Regions from separate parts of the Ovis aries genome. Here region 1 is linked to region 2. A link is a contact called in public Hi-C data. All regions are on one chromosome and are shown on one strand. Each heading gives the region's core, a stretch centred on a gene start, on an enhancer-like site or on the middle of the called end of the contact. The rest is flanking DNA. Distances are from core to core; before and after follow the strand shown. Region 1 has its middle 3.4 kb from the start of TRNAR-CCU. Region 2 overlaps LOC132658675 (a long non-coding RNA gene).

Region 1 (4,399 bases), core at 348-2,847, 250 kb after region 2:
CACAACATGCTTTTGCTTTGCAGGGTCCTATAATGACCTGTGCTTTATCACTTTTAGTCATTTGAAATCCCCACGCAGACACAGAAAGGAAAGGGTTCCGAGGCGCATTTCATAAATATCTGGACGACCTGCTTGGAGGGGCAGAATGGTGGGAGGCCCATCGGCGTCAGTTTCTGAATTGTGCAGAGCAGACTGTGGAACTGCGTGGCTGAGCCTGTGTCAAACTGTCTGCATCTTCTCACGTGGACCTGAGACTCTCCAGTCCCCTCCCCTCGGCCCTCAGTGGGTGAAGCCCCCAGCTGCCCAGTGAGAAGCTCCAGCCTCCCTTGCGCCCTGGAGGGGCCTCTCCCTGGGACACCCTGAGCCACTGTCTGCCTGCACCCACATCCAGACGCTCACTGGCCTGAGGCAGGCCTTATGAGGCAAGGCCTTAATGAGGATGACCATAACCTGCTCCCTCGCTCTCCCGGGGGGTGACTAATTCATTAATCCTGGGAAGGCCCTTTGCAGAGGACAGGCAGGGTATTACTCATGGGACTGAAGGCAGGCACCTGACCCAGTCTGGGCCTGAGTCAGCAGAGAGACCTCCCACCTGCAGGCAGGCTGGGCGAGCTGGCCGGGCTCCCTGCTCAAGGTCAGGGTTGGCCAAGGGGAGGGGTGTGGCCAGCACACCTCCACAGAGTTTGGGAACCGTGTCTCATGGGCGTTTGCATGGTTGAATAAGCCTTCAAATGACTCTGCCAAGAGGCCAGCACACCTTGAGAATATCAGTCAAGACAGGATTTCCTGGTCATTGTTAGGGGAAAATGCTTTTCTCAGAGCGAATTCCTCCCAAGAAATGTTGTTTTCGCCTCCCCTGAGAGGGAAGCGAGCTGAGGCAGCAGCGACGGGCAGTCTGGGGGACCTGAGATAGGTGTGCAAACGTGGGGGACAGCTATGTTTTCTCTCCTCCAGCTCTTGGTCCTCTCAGTCTGCTCCCCACTCACATCTCACAGGAAGAGGAAGTAGCAGCCAGAACTGGGAAGCAAGGGTCAAAACCAGTGCATGAGGGCGAGGGCTGCTCAGGCCTCTACCCACCCTTGACCCAGCGGAGGGGGTTCTGACACAGCGGCAGCTCAGAAGCCAGGAACAGAAAGCTTTTGAGTGGCCAAGTTGACGCCAAGATTCCACTGCCGAGAGCCCGTTTCCTGCACTCGGCACATTCTTCCCCGCCCCTTTCCCCCTTCCAGCCCCTTCTCCCAGTGACCCTGCTCCACGCTGCCTCTGTGCATGCAGCCCTAGTTTCTTTTTCCTTCTAGAACACAAGTCATGCGACCAGAAGGATTGCAGGCACTTCTGCTTTCTCTTTTAGGCCCCCAGGTCCTTATAAGTCTTTCACGGCCCTTGCTGCTTCCCTAGATTGCCTGAAACTCTAGAGGGGCCCCCACCCCCACCACACACAGAATGATAAAGATGCAAAAATAGGATGGACAGAGGGGACCCTGAGGGCAGAAAAGGAGGCAGCTGGGCTACTCCTCTTTGCAGGCACCCAGGGACGGACAGGGCAGACTGGGTTGGGGGCAGAGCAACAGGAACAGGCTACGAAATGATTTTGTTCTGTTCTGTTTGGAAGGAGGTGGGTGGAAATGACAGTTTGGAGAGGATTGGAATGAGGGAAAACGGTTTCAGGGGAGGAAGCCTCTTTTCTCCAGTTCTAACAGTGCCATCCAGTGGCTGAGCGAGCAGGCGCAGGGCAGAGGTGCAGGGCAGAGCCTCTGGACAGCCCCCACGGCCCTGTGGAGAGAGGAGCGGCCGGACTTTCAAAGGGCACCCAGCTGATGGCCGGGGGCCAGCCTCCAGCCGCATAGCCAAACTCTTCCCTAGAATGGTTTGCAAGGACACGGCCAAGAGAGCTCCCCAAGTGCACCCTTAAAAACCCCAGTGGAGGGACTTCCCTGGTGGTCCAGTGGCTAAGACTCTGCAGTCTCGACGCAGGGGTCCCGGCTTCGATCCCTGGTCAGGGAATGAGATCCCACGTACTGCAGCTACAGATTCCCCATGCCACAAGGAAGATCAGAGATCCAGTATGCTGCGATGCAGACAAATAAATAAATAAATAGATAAGATATAAATTGTGTTTCCCGAAGGACAAATAAGATGAGCTTCTTTTTGAAAAATAAAATAACCCAAATGGATAGAGGCGACCAAGCTTACCAGGTTCCTGCTTCGTTTAGCTTCTGCCTACCCACACACAGGCGTTGCCTGGAGGCGTTATCCCATGAGAGACACCAAAGCGTATTTGCAACCGGAAAAGTGGTCAGTGACCAGAGCAAGCCTTTCTGGGCCCTCAGACCCTCGTCTATGTTCAAGGGAGAGCGAGGGCAGAAGGATGCTGAGCGAGACGAGGCAAGGTGAGCACACCTACGGAAACCTAATCAGGCTAAACTTCCAGCTCAGGACACAAATCTCCTGGCATTTCATTTGACTGTAGTTGCTTTCTTTTTTTTCTTTTTTCAACCCTGTAAATCAAAATCAATTTGGCTTAGAACTCCACAAATAGCTTTCTTTCCAAAGAGAGGCATTTTACTAAAATAGGAGACTTTGCCAGCTGTTGTGTGTTTGGTACCTGGAATCAAGGAGCAAGTGGACCTCCATAAGAACGTTCCCCCAGGAGTCCAGGCTCTTGATGCTCTTCACACCCTGACGCTGAGCTGCTGTGAACCTCTGAGGCAGTGACCTCATGTGCTAGCTTCTGTGCTCAGTTTTATCCGGCTCTTGTGACCCCATAGACTAACCCGCCAGGCTCCTCTGTCCATGGGCTTCTCCAGGCATGAATACTGGAGTGGGTTACGATGCCCTCTTCCAGGGGATCTTCCCCACTCAGGGATCGAACCCAGCTCTCCTACATTGCAGGCAGATTCTTTACCGTCTGAACCTGTTCCATAAAACCAGGAGATACAGTGAGATCCACAGTTTTCAAAACTCACTCCTCAGCACTAGCAGAGGGATATCAGTTTGGCGGGACTTTGGTTACCACCTCCTTTACCAGAACAACTCGGCCTTTGTCCATTTTTTTCCATAGTTGGCTGCTAGGCAAGATCTTACAGACAAGCAAAAGTTAGGAGAATTCAGCACCACTAAATCAGCTTTGGGCTTCCCTGGTGGCTCAGACGGTAAAAGTGTCTGCCTGCAATGCAGGGGACCCGGGTTCGATTCCTGGGTCGAGAAGATCCCCTGGAGAAGGAAATGGGAATCCACTCCAGCACTCTGGCCTGGAAAATCCCATGGAAGGAGGAGCCTGATAGGCGACAGTCCATGGGGTCACAAAGAGTCAGACATGACTGAGCGACTGAACTGAACTGAACTGAACTGAAATCAGATTCACAACAAATGCTAAAGGAACTTCTCTAAGCAGGAAACACAAGAGAAGGGGGAAAAAAGAAATACACAAAATAAACCCAAAACAGTTAAGGAAATGGTAATAGGATCCTACATATCGATAATTACCTTAAATGTAAATGGATTAAATGCACAAAAGACAGAATGACTGGGCAGACGAAAACACGCGCATGGATGCCCTTCCACTTACCACATCACTCTGCTTGGCCCCCAAATAGTATGTAATTATTTTATATTGTTAGTTTAATCATGTTTCCATTATGGCTTGCACTTGTAATGATTTTTTATGTTTTGTCTGGCTATCGATTGTGAAAACGTCTTCTACAATTGAAAATAAAAGATCTTATATGAACAAAGGGTTCCACAGTGCCATAGCCAATTTTTTTTAATTTTTCATTTTATTTTACTTTACTTTTCATTTGGCTGCACCAGTTCTTAATTGTGGGATGGGGAATTTAGTTCTGCAACCTAGGATCAAACCCGGACTCTCTATGTTGGGAGCACAGAGTCCCAGCCACCACCAGAGAAGGAGCACCAGAGGTCTCTTCGTGGGCACTTCTGAGGTGCTTGCCTGGACCACAGTTGTCATGACCCCCCACCACGCCAGCAGACGCCCTAACACCACGTCTGTACGTCGTCACTGCATTCCCAGATGACGACTGACTACCCAAGAGATGGACAGCTGTCCCAGGCGACCCAATCTGGTTCTTCCTCCCCAGAATTTGAAAGTGGGTCAGACTGGGTCCAAGTCAGTCTCCCATCAGAGCTGAGGTGGCCAGCAGGGAATGGGTGTCTGGGATTAGGGGAGGAGGGAGGAGCCCCGAGCAGCTTTCCACTCCCCGTGGGGTTCCCCCAACCTCCTCCCGCCATGTCCCCCTTCAGTAAACAATGTCACCTGTTAAAAGCTGCCATGTTCCCCTTCAGTAAACATCCCCTATTAAAAGCTTTAAAAGCTCTAGACAGGATCCTCTAAAAGCTTCTTCCTGTCTCTAAGAAAAAGCGAGATCACCCCGCCCAGTGC
Region 2 (4,534 bases), core at 36-2,535:
AGTTTTTGCCCCTCACAATGGAAAAATAAATATAGCCAGATTCTTTATGAGAAAAAGTTTTACTTATCAGGAAGCTGTAGTATTTATAAACTAATATGAAATAAATGTCCTCAAGACATCTAAAGCCCTCATAATAAACAGATCTCAACAGGAAAAAATGCAAATTCATAATCAAAATTGTAGATATCAACTGCCCCATTGCTTAGGGCTATTCACCAACCTATGATTGAACACCCACATGTATTCGCGTGTTGTCTGCCAGGGACCCTGGGCACACAAGCTGCCCTGGAGGCGAGCAGGGCCTAGTGACAGCCAGGCAGACTGAGAACGCAGGGGCAGGAATGGCCTCGAAGCCAATGTCTGCCCGAGAGGCTGCCTGGGTAGAAGACTCTAGGCCTGGATCCAGGGCTATGGCTAGGAGTTCTGCGGGGAGGAAGGCAGGAAGGAGGGACACAGGAAGGGAGTAGTCCCTGGCTGTCAGGGAAATGCAGGCTGTTGGTGAAGCACAGAAGGAAGCTTCCAGAGTGGGATGGTCAGGACCAGTGCCGCCCAAGACCAATACAACATGAGTCTTACATGCAGCATTTATTTTTAGTAGCCACATTAAAAGGAACATAAAATTAATTTTAATAACATATTTTATTTAACCCACTTTTTCCAAAACGTGATCATTTCAACACGTGCGTACTTCACGTTCTCTTGTCACATAAGTCTGCGAAATCCCGTGTGAAACTTGCCATCATAGCACATCTCAGTTTGGAGCAGCCCCATTTCCAAGGCTCCAGAGCCACAGACCCCGGTGGATGCCATATACGGCTGCGCAAATCTAGCTATGGGTGTGTGTAGTAGGATCCATAACTTCTGCTTGGATTCTTAAGTCCAAGAGAGAAGTCAGATCAGCTTAGAGGGAGCGGGCTGGGGACACAGAGGGAGATCAGGTCATCCAAGCCTTTGGAGGGGCCAGCATGCCTGGCTCTGCTATAACCAGAGATTGAATGAGAGGCACCAGCTCCTCTCACGCGTCCCCAAGGGTGTCTGTGCAAACAGTGTCAAGATGATGCAGAGCACCGAGGAACACTCGCTAAATTTTGCCAAGTGCTTGGACACCCGATCACAAGGGTGACCCAGAAAACTGCCAGTGCACCTGTGATGAGGGGCTTGGCGCGGAGCCCGGCGTGGAGGTCACCTGAGGTCACTGCCGGAGGCGGGGAGCCCAGCGCCGAGGCTGCCTAATGTGGAAATGTTTGGATCCGAGCGGGGCAGGCGCTGGGGGCAGCCTCCAGGCCGATGGGGAGGAGACCTGGCCGGCGGGGGCCGGAGCTCAGCGCTGACAGTATCCAGGCGCGCAGAGGACCACGTGGTCCGCAGCGCCGCGCCTGCCAAGACCCCGACAGCGTCTTTCCTAATAAGTCTGGCGATGCCTGCGTCCTTTCTCTCTCGGCAGAACAACCTCTCGCCTGCTCCCAGGTCTTATTTAAGAAGAGCGGGCCGCAGGGGAGAAAAGCAAGCCAAACTCAGCAGAGGTGGAGGCCAGCTTTCCTTTCCCCAGGCTTCCCCTCTCCGCAGAAGATCGGCTTTGTGAATGAATGAAGGGATACTTTCTCCAAGATGGCATACTCCACGCTCCCGTTGTTGAGTACGGGGTGGGGGTCGGCCCCCCCTCCCCCCGCCACTTCCCTGAGCATTATCCTCTGCTGCTCCTGCCTACCCCTCCCTGCAAAGGCACCGCCCCTCTAACTTCAGAAAGAGGTCACCCTCCCAGCATCTGGGTCTGGCTTGGGAATCCACGCTTCCTGGTTGCCTCCCAGCCCCACACAAGGGAGGGCAGGATTACAACACGTGTGTGTTTGGGTCAAAAGGAGCACTTTTGAACTATGGCTGCAAGAAAGAACAGCCTGTACAGCCACCCCGAGTCTCCCAGCAACAAAGAATGTACAACAAAGAATGATTAGCCCTCACTTGCAAAACAATTTTTTTTTAAAGAGGTGCAGCGTGGTCTGTTTACGGGGTCGTGGAAGGAGAGTAGTTGGATGGAAAGGCGCCCTCCCTGGACACCAGAGGCCCAGCGTCATTCCCGCTAAGGGGGTGGGGGTGGGGGCGGTTTGACCTTGGCTTTTACTCAGAAGCCCTTGTAACACGATTACCGATTACTGTCGGGGTTTTGCAAGCTTCCAGACCCAGGTGTGGTTGAAGGTCAGCTGCTGGCGGACAAGGGGCTCTCCAGCCGTTGGGAGAAGGTTACAAAGAATAATTTTCCTGTCCAAGGGCTTGTAGATGATTAACATGTTTCTTTCTGTTAACCAGAGAGTTAATAGTCATTCCAAGCACTCTTTGATAATGGGGGCGGAGGGGAGAAAAGGAATACTGTTAACCATTAATCGAGGAAGATGCCGTAAAAGTTAGTATGGAAAATACGCAATTTGGGAGAGGAATTCACAGGCAAGGCGAGCCTGGTGGGGACAGAGGAGGAGAGGGAGCGGTGAGGCCATAAAGTTCATGCATACTTAGAGTGGGGATTTTTTTTATCCTTTTCCTTGTTACATTACACTGAGGGAACAGAGTAGGGATAACAAAATAACAAACACGGGAACATTATAAATAAAGCCAATTTTATTGGCTCTTTTTCTCCAGCCTCCCACAGCTGAGTGTGTCCTCTGCATGACTTCTTCTTTGGGCCTCTTTGGGGAGGAGAGGAGCCCAGACACCCCACCTTCCCTTGGAGAAAGCGTGACCAGAAGGCTCACCCTAGGAAGCCTCTCCTTAGGGCCCCCTTAGCCAGGGCCTTCATCCGCGACTCAAATCATCCTGCTGGGCCCCTGGGCAGCCTCACCTGGAGGAGAGGCTGCCCATTCGCTGCCCTGGAGAAAAGTAGTGTCGGCTTGTTGCCAGGTTATGACACAAGGCCCTGGTGCCCATGAGTGCTTTCACAGCAGGCCTGGCTCTGGACACAGGAGGACACAGGAGCAAAACTCTTGCTTTGCATAGGTTGCTCCCAGATACCCCAACAAAGTTTCTGGGTGCAGCACACAAGCCTGTGTATTTAAAAAAAAAACAAAAAGACAACTTTGTATCATGGATGAGGTTTCTACTTGATGCCCTGCACTTACTTTTATTGATTGATTGATTTGATTTTGGCTGGGTCTTTGATGCACCTTGACTTTCTCTGTGGCACAGAGGGCTCCTTGGCAGGGGGGATCTTCGTTCCCCGTCCAGGGACTGAACCCACATCCCCTGTAATTCTTTCCCACTGGACCACCAGGGAAGGCCCCAGCATATGTGTTTTTTTAAAGCCTAATTCTTCTGTGTAGCTGTAGTCGAATGGTCATCACCTGGAAGAGACAGGGTGGAGAAGAGAGCTGGGTTGCAGGGCTCAGAGTAGGTGAGGCATGAGTTGATGGACCAAGAAGATGACAGCCAAGATGAAGAGTGTGTGATAAGTGTGGATGGTCAAAAGGTTCTGGGCAGCACTGGAGCAATGCTGTGGGGACCTCATTGGGGAGACTACCCACTTCCCTCCCAGAAACTTGGAAAGACATGGTGGACAGTATAGATACCTTTGGAACCACTCCTTTCATCCAGTTCCTGGAGGGACACAGGCCAGGGAAAGTTGACTTCAGGGAGGCATGTCCCAAGAGCACGTGACGCTCATACGGTAACTCACCTACTTGTGCAGGCAGAGAGAGATGGCTTCTCTCCTGAGCTCTGTTCTCCACTTGCTCTGTGAATGAAGGTTTCATATTTTCCATCTGTTAAATGGAATAATAATTCTTGACATCTGCCTGCCTCACTTGGACACTATGAATAGAACATTTTCCCCAAGTGCTTTGGGCTGACGTTAAAAGGAACTTCCTAAACATTAGCGCACTCACTGCTAGATTTTCTTGGACACCAGTCAACTTAAATGGATAATAATAAATTCCTCTGCCTATCTTTGTTGAGAGATTAAAAGAGAGAAAAATCCCACAAGACTTTGGTTCTTGAATCCTCTGCTCTATAAAATCTCTTTTGGGAGAAGGGTCTGAGGATATACCCAGGGTTGTAAGATGGCAAGAGGTGTTTCTAGAATATTGTGGTTTTAAAATCCCCTTTCCTGAATGATGTAGACAAAAGCAGTCTGCAACAGAAGGAAAAGAATGGAGTCGAGTTGCTACTGGACTCTGGGACCATGTATAGACATGAGATAGATTCCTGGATACGTGTACTCATCGGCATTTATTCATTTCACCCATAGTAACTTACAGAGTGTTTATAATGGGCCCCCAACCACCAGCCCCAGGTTTTTTGCCACTGTCTGACCCAGAACCAACTCTCCCTGGCTGGACCCCCCCAGAGTCAGGCTGCCTGTCTTGCACCTCAAAACCCACTCACGTGTTCCCTCAATCTCTATGTCTATGGCAAGGGGGTGAGGGAACTTCCAGGCAAAAGGAAGTTGTTTTCTGGTCTGTGTGTGTGGTGTGTATATGCCTCAGACACACAGAGACTAAAGGGAGGAGGAAGGCCAGAGATGCCAATAACCACCCCCAAAAGCCTAAGA

The links. Hi-C and Micro-C count contacts between places; a contact is called where the count stands out from the background.
Region 1: a contact with region 2 is called in a Hi-C map of liver, with 9 times the contacts expected there. The contact joins two enhancer-like sites. A contact is called at or near these places in 4 of 16 Hi-C or Micro-C datasets (liver, muscle, skin fibroblasts and 1 more).

What each region holds. Positions count from the first base shown.
Region 1 is chr25:7,217,559-7,221,957 of ARS-UI_Ramb_v3.0, forward strand. No RefSeq gene overlaps it. Among named protein-coding and RNA genes, the nearest start is that of TRNAR-CCU, 3.4 kb to the left of the region's middle. Within about 2 kb of position 1,598, at least 32 of the 54 cell types and tissues checked have an H3K27ac peak or open chromatin away from gene starts, as enhancers often do. A contact at or near this core is called in liver, where this site is marked.
Region 2 is chr25:6,969,251-6,973,784 of ARS-UI_Ramb_v3.0, forward strand. LOC132658675 (a long non-coding RNA gene) reads right to left here. Exons shown (of 2, transcript XR_009598602.1): 2 at 2,593-3,746. Among named protein-coding and RNA genes, the nearest start is that of IRF2BP2, 190 kb to the left of the region's middle. Within about 2 kb of position 1,286, at least 39 of the 54 cell types and tissues checked have an H3K27ac peak or open chromatin away from gene starts, as enhancers often do. A contact at or near this core is called in liver, where this site is marked.